Linked DNA regions of Lactuca sativa: region 1 is linked to region 2. A link is a contact called in public Hi-C data. All regions are on one chromosome and are shown on one strand. The core of a region is the stretch at or near the end of the contact, and the rest is flanking DNA. Distances in the headings are between cores, read along the strand shown.

What was found. Hi-C and Micro-C count contacts between places; a contact is called where the count stands out from the background.
Region 1: a Hi-C map of leaf shows a contact between it and region 2, with 4 times the contacts expected there. The contact joins the promoter of LOC111903112 here to the promoter of LOC111903113 in region 2. A contact is called at or near these places in 2 of 4 Hi-C or Micro-C datasets (both in leaf).

What each region holds. Positions count from the first base shown.
Region 1 is chr3:133,114,336-133,119,332 of Lsat_Salinas_v11, forward strand. It overlaps LOC111903112, which reads left to right and starts at 2,444. Exons shown (of 4, transcript XM_023898900.2): 1 at 2,444-2,818; 2 at 2,950-3,231; 3 at 3,309-3,445. The coding sequence starts at 2,982.
Region 2 is chr3:132,976,508-132,981,333 of Lsat_Salinas_v11, forward strand. LOC111903113 (heptahelical transmembrane protein 4) reads right to left here and starts at 1,787. Exons shown (of 4, transcript XM_023898901.3): 1 at 1,447-1,787; 2 at 994-1,244; 3 at 573-900. The coding sequence starts at 1,241.

The DNA.
Region 1 (4,997 bases), core at 1,194-3,693, 140 kb after region 2:
ACACTCAAAGGATCAAACTTACAAATAACCAAGTCTTGGTAGAAGACTGCTTTTACTGGAAAATATAGGATTTTCTAGGGATCACACTATTTTCAAACTTTGATAACAACTTTTATATTACATGATTGTAAACACTTTTATACAAGCAATGACACTAAATACTTATGAACTCACCAGCTTTATGCTGATACTCGTTTTCAAAATAACTTGTATTCTCGGGTCATCAGTAGACAGGTACAGATGCAACTTTTGATAAGATGGAGCACATACAAGACTCCATTTTATTTTGATTATACTTTTGGTGTCTAACAAACTGTACAGAACACGCTTGTATTACAATTATTATATTAATGCAATGGATGTTGTTGCTTGTTTTTACTACTATGCATTGTTATGATACTGTACATGACATCCTCCACCCCAAAACGTATTTTGCCGTTCTCGGTTTTGGGGTGTGATAGATTCATCTAATGACATCAATCCATGAAGTGAAAATTTGAAAATTGGCCAATCCAAAATCCATCAACTATGAATACATATGAATTCGCTTTTTCAACTAAGGTAATTCTATCTCATGAATGTCGCCAACCTTCACATTAGTCATACTTTACAACCACTCCCATAGAATTTCGAAAAATCCATGGGTCATTCCATGGAATAGACATGCTAATCCATAACACACCGATGCTTGATGAAATATAATTGTACTCGTATATCAAATTATATTTGAAAAACACTATTGTTTATGACTCCAATATCTAAATACAAAAACCTTTTAAACAAATGATATCAACTTCTAAAAGTTATTAGTTATAATACCACCAACAATCTTATTCTGAGTGAAGAAAACAATATTATTATGAGTGAAGAAAGACATGGTTTTAGGTCACATATTAGTGTATTAATTTGAGTGAAATTTTAGGAACAACTAACTTCTTTTGATTCGATTTACCATGAATATCAAGAATGAAGATGTGTTGGATTTATTAAAAAATGTTCCTTAGATGCATGTATTTCAAGTAAACATAAATATATCTCCAAATATATTTAATGTCCTAATAACACTCTATTTTCTTAAAACATCAACATATCCCTTCCAAGTGGTTTCTAAAACTAGATATGAAAGTTATGAAGTATCTTTTGACACATATTATTAGAATGGTTACATTTCTCTTCTTAAGATTGATTTCATTCTATATGTTGTTTCATACTATATGAGAAAACAACCGAATGAAACATCGAAAACTATCTCAACTTTACTGAGGTTTGCATTAATATCACAACTTTCTACTTGATCTCACTAATCTGATCTCCATAAACTAAATGTTATCACTTATATCAGAACTTAATAACACTCTCCAAACCAAGATATATTAATATTCAATAAAAACGCTTTAACCATATTGAATATTAGACCAAGTACATAACATATCATTTGTGGTAGACTGATGAAAAATAATGGTCTATCGAATCATGTAACTTATCAGATGTGGTACACACATGCCGTTTACATCGGTGCGAATTTATAAAATTCAAATCATGTATCTTGAACTATTTCCGAAACCCAATGTCGAACATGCTTATTCTATCTATGTCTATCTACCATAGACTCTAATTCTAGCATTGTATTTCCCAATCTTATCACAATAGTATGTATCTAAAACTCATGTTGACATTATGCATAACTTAAGAAACACCAACTACATATAACTAATGTGTTTGTCGCATATTAGATGTGGGCAACTAACTATGTTTCCACTAGCTCTACTGAAAACCTACAATCCTTATTTTATCAGTAAGAGCAACTTACTTGATCTTCCAAATAAGAGAAGAATCATATTTACATGTCTGCTTTCGATGAAACCTACATACATCAGTAGGATATCTATGCTTCTTGAGTATTTTTGTGATATCTCTGCTTTTTGAGTATTTTGATGCAGTAGTGAATCGTCTCTCTTTAGGTAACCTTCAAAATGCTTTATAAAGAAGTCACTAAACCGGTTAGAATCGGTTCAAAACTGTTTTGAAAAAAAACTTATGTTTTTGTCAGTATTATGTATTTTACTGAACTTAGTTTAGTGTTATAATTTATAGAAATTTTCATGGTTGATTAAAAATAGATCAATAAGCAAAAGTCACGACTTTGCCACGATGCAACAATGTTTTGAACCCAAAAATGTCCTAAATGCTAGAAAAAGATGTCTTGAGACGACTCTAAAACCTTATATCAACAACAAATTGAAAAAATAGTTAGATGAAAAATAAATATTTTTACTATATAAAAATCGAATTTTTTATTTTTTGAGTTTTGAAAACCATTTTCTAAACCGGGTTTTCTAACCAGGTCCAATAGTAAAACCCTCCATTCTGCCCGGCCCGGCCCATTACTGCTGCAGTACAATTAATAAGCCTCCATAACCCCACAACAATCTCCATTCCATCAAGCATCATCTCCATTTGCGTACTAACATCACCCTAAACTCCATTGATGAGAGCACAGATCGAGTTGCAGATTATGAGCGAGACATGTATGAAGATAATAGAGTCGTACTCCTGTTAATAGTAAATTTTGCTTTCCCGAATTTCAATTAGTTGACCGCCATTGCCATACTAGCCCATAGCTACTACCTATTTTCCTTTCTTCGTCAATCACATCACCACTGGAATCTAAAATCTCCACACTCGTAACTCGTATCTTACTCCAAATACTCATCGATCAATGTGAATACTTCGTCACTCGTCAGTAACTCAGTATACATCTCCTCCATTTACTTCCCTGAAGCTTTGTACGAAGAGATTTTCAACAGTTTTTTCACAGGTACGTACGTACATCCCTAAATATTCATCATATCTCTGCATCCTTCATATTCTCTCGATCATTTATAAATCATCATATACAGAATAACAGAAACAGAAGTTCCTTATCAAATTTGTATTTCTGATTGGCAGATTTTGATTAAGCGAGTGAGTAGCTGGATCTGATGGGGAATTGTCAAGCGGCGGAGGCGGCGACGGTGGTGATTGTGCATCCTGGATACAAAATCGAGAGGATTTACTGGTCGATCAGTGCTCGTGAAGTCATGAACTCGAATCCACGTCATTACGTCGCACAAGTCCTTAGGTCGCCGGTAGTGAGATCGGATAAAGGATTGCCGGTGAAGCAACTCAAACTTCTCCGGCCAGATGATACTTTGCTTATCGGCCAAGTTTACCGACTCATTAGCTACGAAGGTAACCATTAACCTGTTATTTAACCTAAATTCCCTTTCATTCTCAAATCAATTCACAAGTCTCCACCATTTTTGTAGATGTATTGAAAGAATTTGCAGCTAAAAAATGCATGAAACTGGGGAAGTTATTGATGGAAAGAGGAGTGATTGAGCCAGGGAAGAAGAAGGACAACGCCGATACTATTTCTCCGGTGCCGATTACCAATTCCGTCAAGGTAATCAATCAATCGATCTTCAAATCATATCATTTACACGTCGAATTTGTGTTAGTTTCATGATGAAAACTGCGAGTTGTTACCTTTCTGGGCCCAATGATATTGAGATTTGTGACATTCGTATCTGTGTGGTCCATGTCCTTTTGATTCTGTAAAGGGCCAATGAATCTTTCCAAATTTACAAACTCTTCAAACGATCCCTCGCTTCCATTAACACTACCTACACTTTTTCCTTTAAATACCCATGAAAACAACGTCATCCTTCGAAAGTTTTGTATAAGATCAAGTCGTTAAAAAAGATTTTTTTAGTTCATTTTCCATTTATTACTTTCTGATTTATTGCCAAATTCATGCGTCAAAATTTACGATTTTCAAGTTTCAACAGATTTTTTTGCTTACATTTTTTTATTTAAAATATCTACTTTGATAATCAAATGTCTTTTTAACATAACATTTCGAAAAAAACATAATTCATTAGATAGATAGAATAGCCATTATTGGGTTCACTAGGATTTGTCACAATTTTGAATTATTATTCGATTTATAATAAAAAAATAATAATTATTGAGTAGTTTATTGTTTTTGTTCTATATAATATTTCGAAATGATAAACCAAAACTAAACTCCGTTGCTTAAAAACCAAACTAAACTTGTCAACTCAATTTGATTTTGGTTTTTTCAATGAATCTTTTTTTTAATGAATAAAATAATAAAAATAAGCTGTTAACACGTCATCCTCAGTTTCTTAATAAAAAAAACTGGAGTGCTGAGCTGAAAAGGCAGAATAAAAAACAGGAGTCACTGATAAAATTAAAGAGTAATTTATACTTTTGTTCCTCGAATATAAATGAGTTTTGTAATTTAATTGAAAAAAAGGTTCTTTTAAATATAACTGATTTAAAAAAAAAAAAAAGAATTTAATCCAAAAAGAATAGTCATTTTGTTCAACCATAGACCAAAAACGTTATAGAAAATTCAAATAATGATCCAAATTGCAAGATAAATTTTTTTGAAACTAAAATTGGAAAAATCAACAATATACAAGGACAAAAAGTGTAATTTACTAATTTTCTTTAAGTTAAATGACTTTAATTAATTGGTTAATAACTAGATTTACAACTACTCCTTTTTTTTTTATTATATTTTTATTTTTACTAAACCATGTGCTTGTTCTTGCTGTCATGGCATAATTTTGCTGTACTAATATTGCCACCCTTTAAAACTAATATGATTATGTATAAATAAGTAAATAATTCTCTTTAAATTACTAAACTATGATATTGAACATATTTTATAACTAGTATTGCTTATATTATGTATATTTAGAAAAAAAAAAAAAAACAGAAGTTTCTATTTTCCAAAATTGATCATCGGTTTTTGCAATAATTGGCTCCTTTCTATTTAAAATTCTTTCTCCTGTCATTTTTTGGTGTAATTTTTTTTTTACAGTTATAACAAAAAAAAACATTCAATTTTTTTTTTCATTTTTTAAAGAATAACATTTTGTTAGGATATTTATGATTTTATACTTTTTATTTTAATAAAAAAAATA
Region 2 (4,826 bases), core at 537-3,036:
AGTTTTTAAGTAAATTTGAAACATACAAATTAATTTTAATATGTATCTTAAACTAATATCAAGTAACAATCATTATACAAATAATAAACTAATAATACATAAAATTTAAAGCTCAAATATCAATGTGTGCAAAGGAAACTTTAATACCAAATTTGGTGTAAATGAATAGTACAACATCATCTCCAACACAACATCATTCTCTACACCAAATTTGGTGTGAAAGTTTCATGTGACATTTGTGGTCCTTCAAGTTCGAGTTTTATAAATATCTAGTTTATTTTAATTGTTTCAAATTTGAGTTTATATAATTCTAAGTTAATGTAATTTTATTGTTACACTATTCACCAAAACACCATTTTGGTATATGAAATGGTATTCGATTACAGCAACTTTGCACCCAAATTGTTGCAAAAAAAAGGATATGGAATCCAATTCACATCGGAATTGGAATTGAAACTCACATTGGAATCCCATATTCCGACTATTCAAGACTCTAATACCAACTTTGCTTATTACATAACGAGCATTTGTAAAGCAAAATTGAGACAAAAAGAAAGATAAGATAGACTTACAAGAACACAAATATCGGTGTGGTTGCTATGTGAGAATCGCTCAGGCAAACAATTTGTAAGAAGTTCGACAATATGCCAATTTGACATTAATGGCAGGAGGTCCGATGATGCATGAAATGAAGTCTTGATTTCATCTCGGAGTTTCTGCAAATCGGGCATATTGGGCATTGAAGGAATACAAGTTAAAAGGTCTTCACGAAGTTTATAAAGATCGGTTTTTCTCAATACATCTGGGAAATGTTTTAGGGTTGGGATATCGACTACATTTGGGATCATTTTCGCACTATAAATTGTTAGGGTTAGGAACAGGAAGAACCCAATCAAATGTCTGCAACAACAACAACAGCATATAAGGAATTGAATTTATCAAAAGATTGTTTAAAGGAATTGAAATTGAAGAAAGGGTATTGAATGTTCTTACGTCCAAACGTTAAGGGTTTCGTTGTGAAGGGTGAAGATGCTCAAGAAAATCTGCTTGAGAGGCCATTCAGCACGATAATGGCCTAATATGAATTCATTATCTTTCATATACGCAGGCAACGAGTGGTATTCAACCAGCTGATACTTCATCTTCTTCCATAATTTCTTCCCCTTTCCTTGTTCTTTCGTTATTGATACATCAACTCTTTGCTTGTTGTCACTCGATTCAGCGCCACCCCTTTTGCCCATTTTCTATCAAACAATCAATCGTTATGAATTAGTATAAACACATCCAAATTGAATTACGTAACTCGCTGCCTCAAATTCGAATTACAGCAACTTTTAATTGAATGTTCAAAGGGAAGAATCAAGATAGAAAGCCTTTAATTGAGAAGATGATAGTTACGTATACGTACACGCAAAGATGCTAAATCGGGTAATTAATCGAAATTACCTGCAATTGGAAAAAACCCAGATGGAGAAATCTTCAATAGAACATGAATGTTTGTGATTTTGGTATAAAAATCAGCTCGTTGAGTCAAGATTGAGTGTAATTGCGTTGTTTGGAGATTTTGTTGGTGGGGTAATGAGCAGAGAATATTTGCAGACGGATTGAACAAGGAAATTTGATTATGAATTCAAGGAAATCGGAAATGAATAAAAAATCTATCAACCGCCAAAATGAAATCGGATTAAAAAAAAAAAATTGAAGCAAGAAATGCTTCAAATGTGGACCATGAACATGGGGTGTCGACGTAATGCAATGGTGCCCTAGTTTTTTTGGAAGGAAATATATAAAAGAAAGATTTATACAGAAAAGATATGCGGAGATGCCTCGATTATTCCGTTTGATTTTTTTATATTTTCTCTTGATTTTAAAAAATATATTTATTTCTTGGTTTTTGCTTGAGAATGTTGACATTTTCTTGAATTTTGTAATCACCTTCCATGTTCAAACATTACAGAGACGTGTGTCTCAAAAATGACATTGAGAAATGTCATTTTTCACACCAACTTTTTTATTAATTAAACCCGTGATCTTTATTTTTCGTTCTAGTTAAATTAAATACTATCTTTTAAAAGTTATGCAACTAGACAACAAGTTTATAGGTATATTCGAAAAAAATAGTGGAACCAAATAGCTACAAGATTTATAAGTTTTATTTAAGAAAATCTTTAGAAAAGTTCTAATATTTTAGTCTAATTTATAGAAAAGTCACAAAATAAAATTTGTTTATGAAGAAACATGAATTACCGATAAAAATAACGATTTGACCCATTTTTCCGGTTTATCGGTTTCATTACTTACACGGTTCTATTAAAGTCTTATGATTTTATCATAATTTACGAATAAGTTACAAACTAAAATCAAGTGATAATTTGACATTTTTCTTCCTATTATCGTTTTCATTGTTGACTTTGACGTCTAGTTATTAAATAAGCTGATGGATGGATATGTTGGGTTATATAATATTATGTCTACTGTAAAACTTAATATCATGATGTATTATATAATTTTTGGAATATATGATACTTCCGACGAAGACTGCAATAATTATTAATTACATAAACTAGAAACAACTTCGTCAGTTTAAATTTTATAAGAAATTTCAAATTGTCTATCTAATCTTATATAACTCAGTATATTCATTTTATCAGTTCATTTCAAGCCATTTTTCCTAGAAACATACATTTTACCGATTTTATTACTGATATAGATACATAATCATAAATGATCTGATGAGATTGATATCAAATTTTACGATAAACATAGCATTATATAACCCGTCATATCAATCTTATCAGCTCATTTAATGACTAGGCATCTAGGTCAGCAATGAAACTGGTAAAATGTTATGTTACACTGAGAAGATGGTCAACTCATCACCTAATTTTAGTTTGAGACTTATTCGTAAATTATGGTAAAATAATGAGATTTTAATGGAGTCAAACAGGTAATGAAACCGGGAAACCAGGACAAAAGAGTCAAATCGTCATTTTTACCGGTAATTCATGCTTTTTCTTAAGCAAATTTTAGTTTGAGACTTTTTCATAAATTATGCTAAAATATTATGAATTTTCTGAAGATTTTCCCATTTATTTATATAAGAGTGTTCAACGCAAGTAGCTCGAAGAGTTTGAAATATGTAAAATTACATAAAAATGGCATATGGATATAAACTAAAACTGAAATATAATTATGATAAATTAATTTTTCTAAACTATACTTAAGTTAAAAATAATACAAGTTTTAATGCTAAATGCAACATTTAAGCTTCTCAATTGGCATGTCATGACTAGCTTATTTTTTTAAATTTTTTAAAGTTTCATGACAAGTCCAAAGTAGTTTATAAGTTGGTTTTTTCAAAAATTACAACTAGTTTTTTAGGAGTTTTTTAAAATTTACAAATATACCCCTATTTAATTATAAAAAACATATTATTCTAAATGTCTTTTTGTGTCATTTTATATCTTCCAGCTAGCTTATCATGTAGTTTTTACCAGACGTTATTTTTATTATCTAACTTATAAGTGATGGGTTTTCTAGATTAGTTCAATGTATTTGCGGAATTTCACATAACTAACTTATGGGCACATGCAATACTAGAAAATTCTATGGTTTTTCTTATAATGGCAACATACTTTGAAACTTCTAAATAAAATAGCTAAAATCGAAAATCACAAATGTTAAAACCACATACCTTGTTGTTATTATCGTAAATAGCAATGTACTTTGAAGAACCCTTCTTGGAATGCTAGCCCTAATAGTGTGGAAGCCTCTAATGAATCACACCCAAACCCTAGGAAAATCCTAGGATCGAAATAAGAGAGGGGAGAGAGGGATTTTTTGAAATTTCTTATGTTTGTGCAAGGTTCTTGGGTCTTATGGAGGTCCCTATTTATAGTTGTAGGAAGCTCTGATTTGAATTTAAGATATTAATAAAATATTCCTAATCCTTATCAGATTCCTTATCAACCAAGGGAGCTTCCAAACCCTTCCAAGAGGGCTCCAAAATCGTCCCCTCCTAAGAAGGTTCTAGAATATTCCATTGTTCAACTTTTGAACAATTGCACCCTAACCCTTAGACCCATTGATTAATTTTATCTAATCCATAAAATTAATTAAATTAACTTGGATTAATTCTTAATGAATTACTTATATTTTTAATTAATATATTAATCCAATAATATACTAACAAATTATTTATCTCTCTCTTATTACCAATCCATGACATTTCCCAGTTATGAGGTCACCCCAAAAAAGATTTTACTGTTATTCAACCAATTATATCAATTTAGTTAAGACCTTAGACACCCAAATCCAACAATAAGCTAGCCTAGTTTTCTAACTAATACGCCAAACATAACCTTAGACTAACTTTTCATGAGTTTCTTTTTAATTTAATAAATATACCCTTGATTAATTATAAAAAATATTCTTTTAAATGTCATTTTATATATTTCTGCTAACTTATCAGCTAGTTTTATCAGACGTCATTTTGTCAGTTGGTTTCTCAGCTATCAGCTCACTTTTCATATGATTGTAACGTCCTAACAATATGATCTAAAATTTTAATTTTAATTTAAATAAAAAGATATTCCAAAAACATTACCCATACAACCCAAATGAAAATAAGTATATCAAATCATAACAATCACAATAATATCTCAAAAGCAGAATTTATATGGTGTGTGCGATGTAGTCATCCCGAGCTCTTCCCATTGCAACCAGAAGCACCTAAAACATAAACTGAAAACTGTAATCACAAAGCTTAGTGATGTAACACCATAAATTTTCAAACAAAAATTTCATTTTAAAACACAATTATCTCA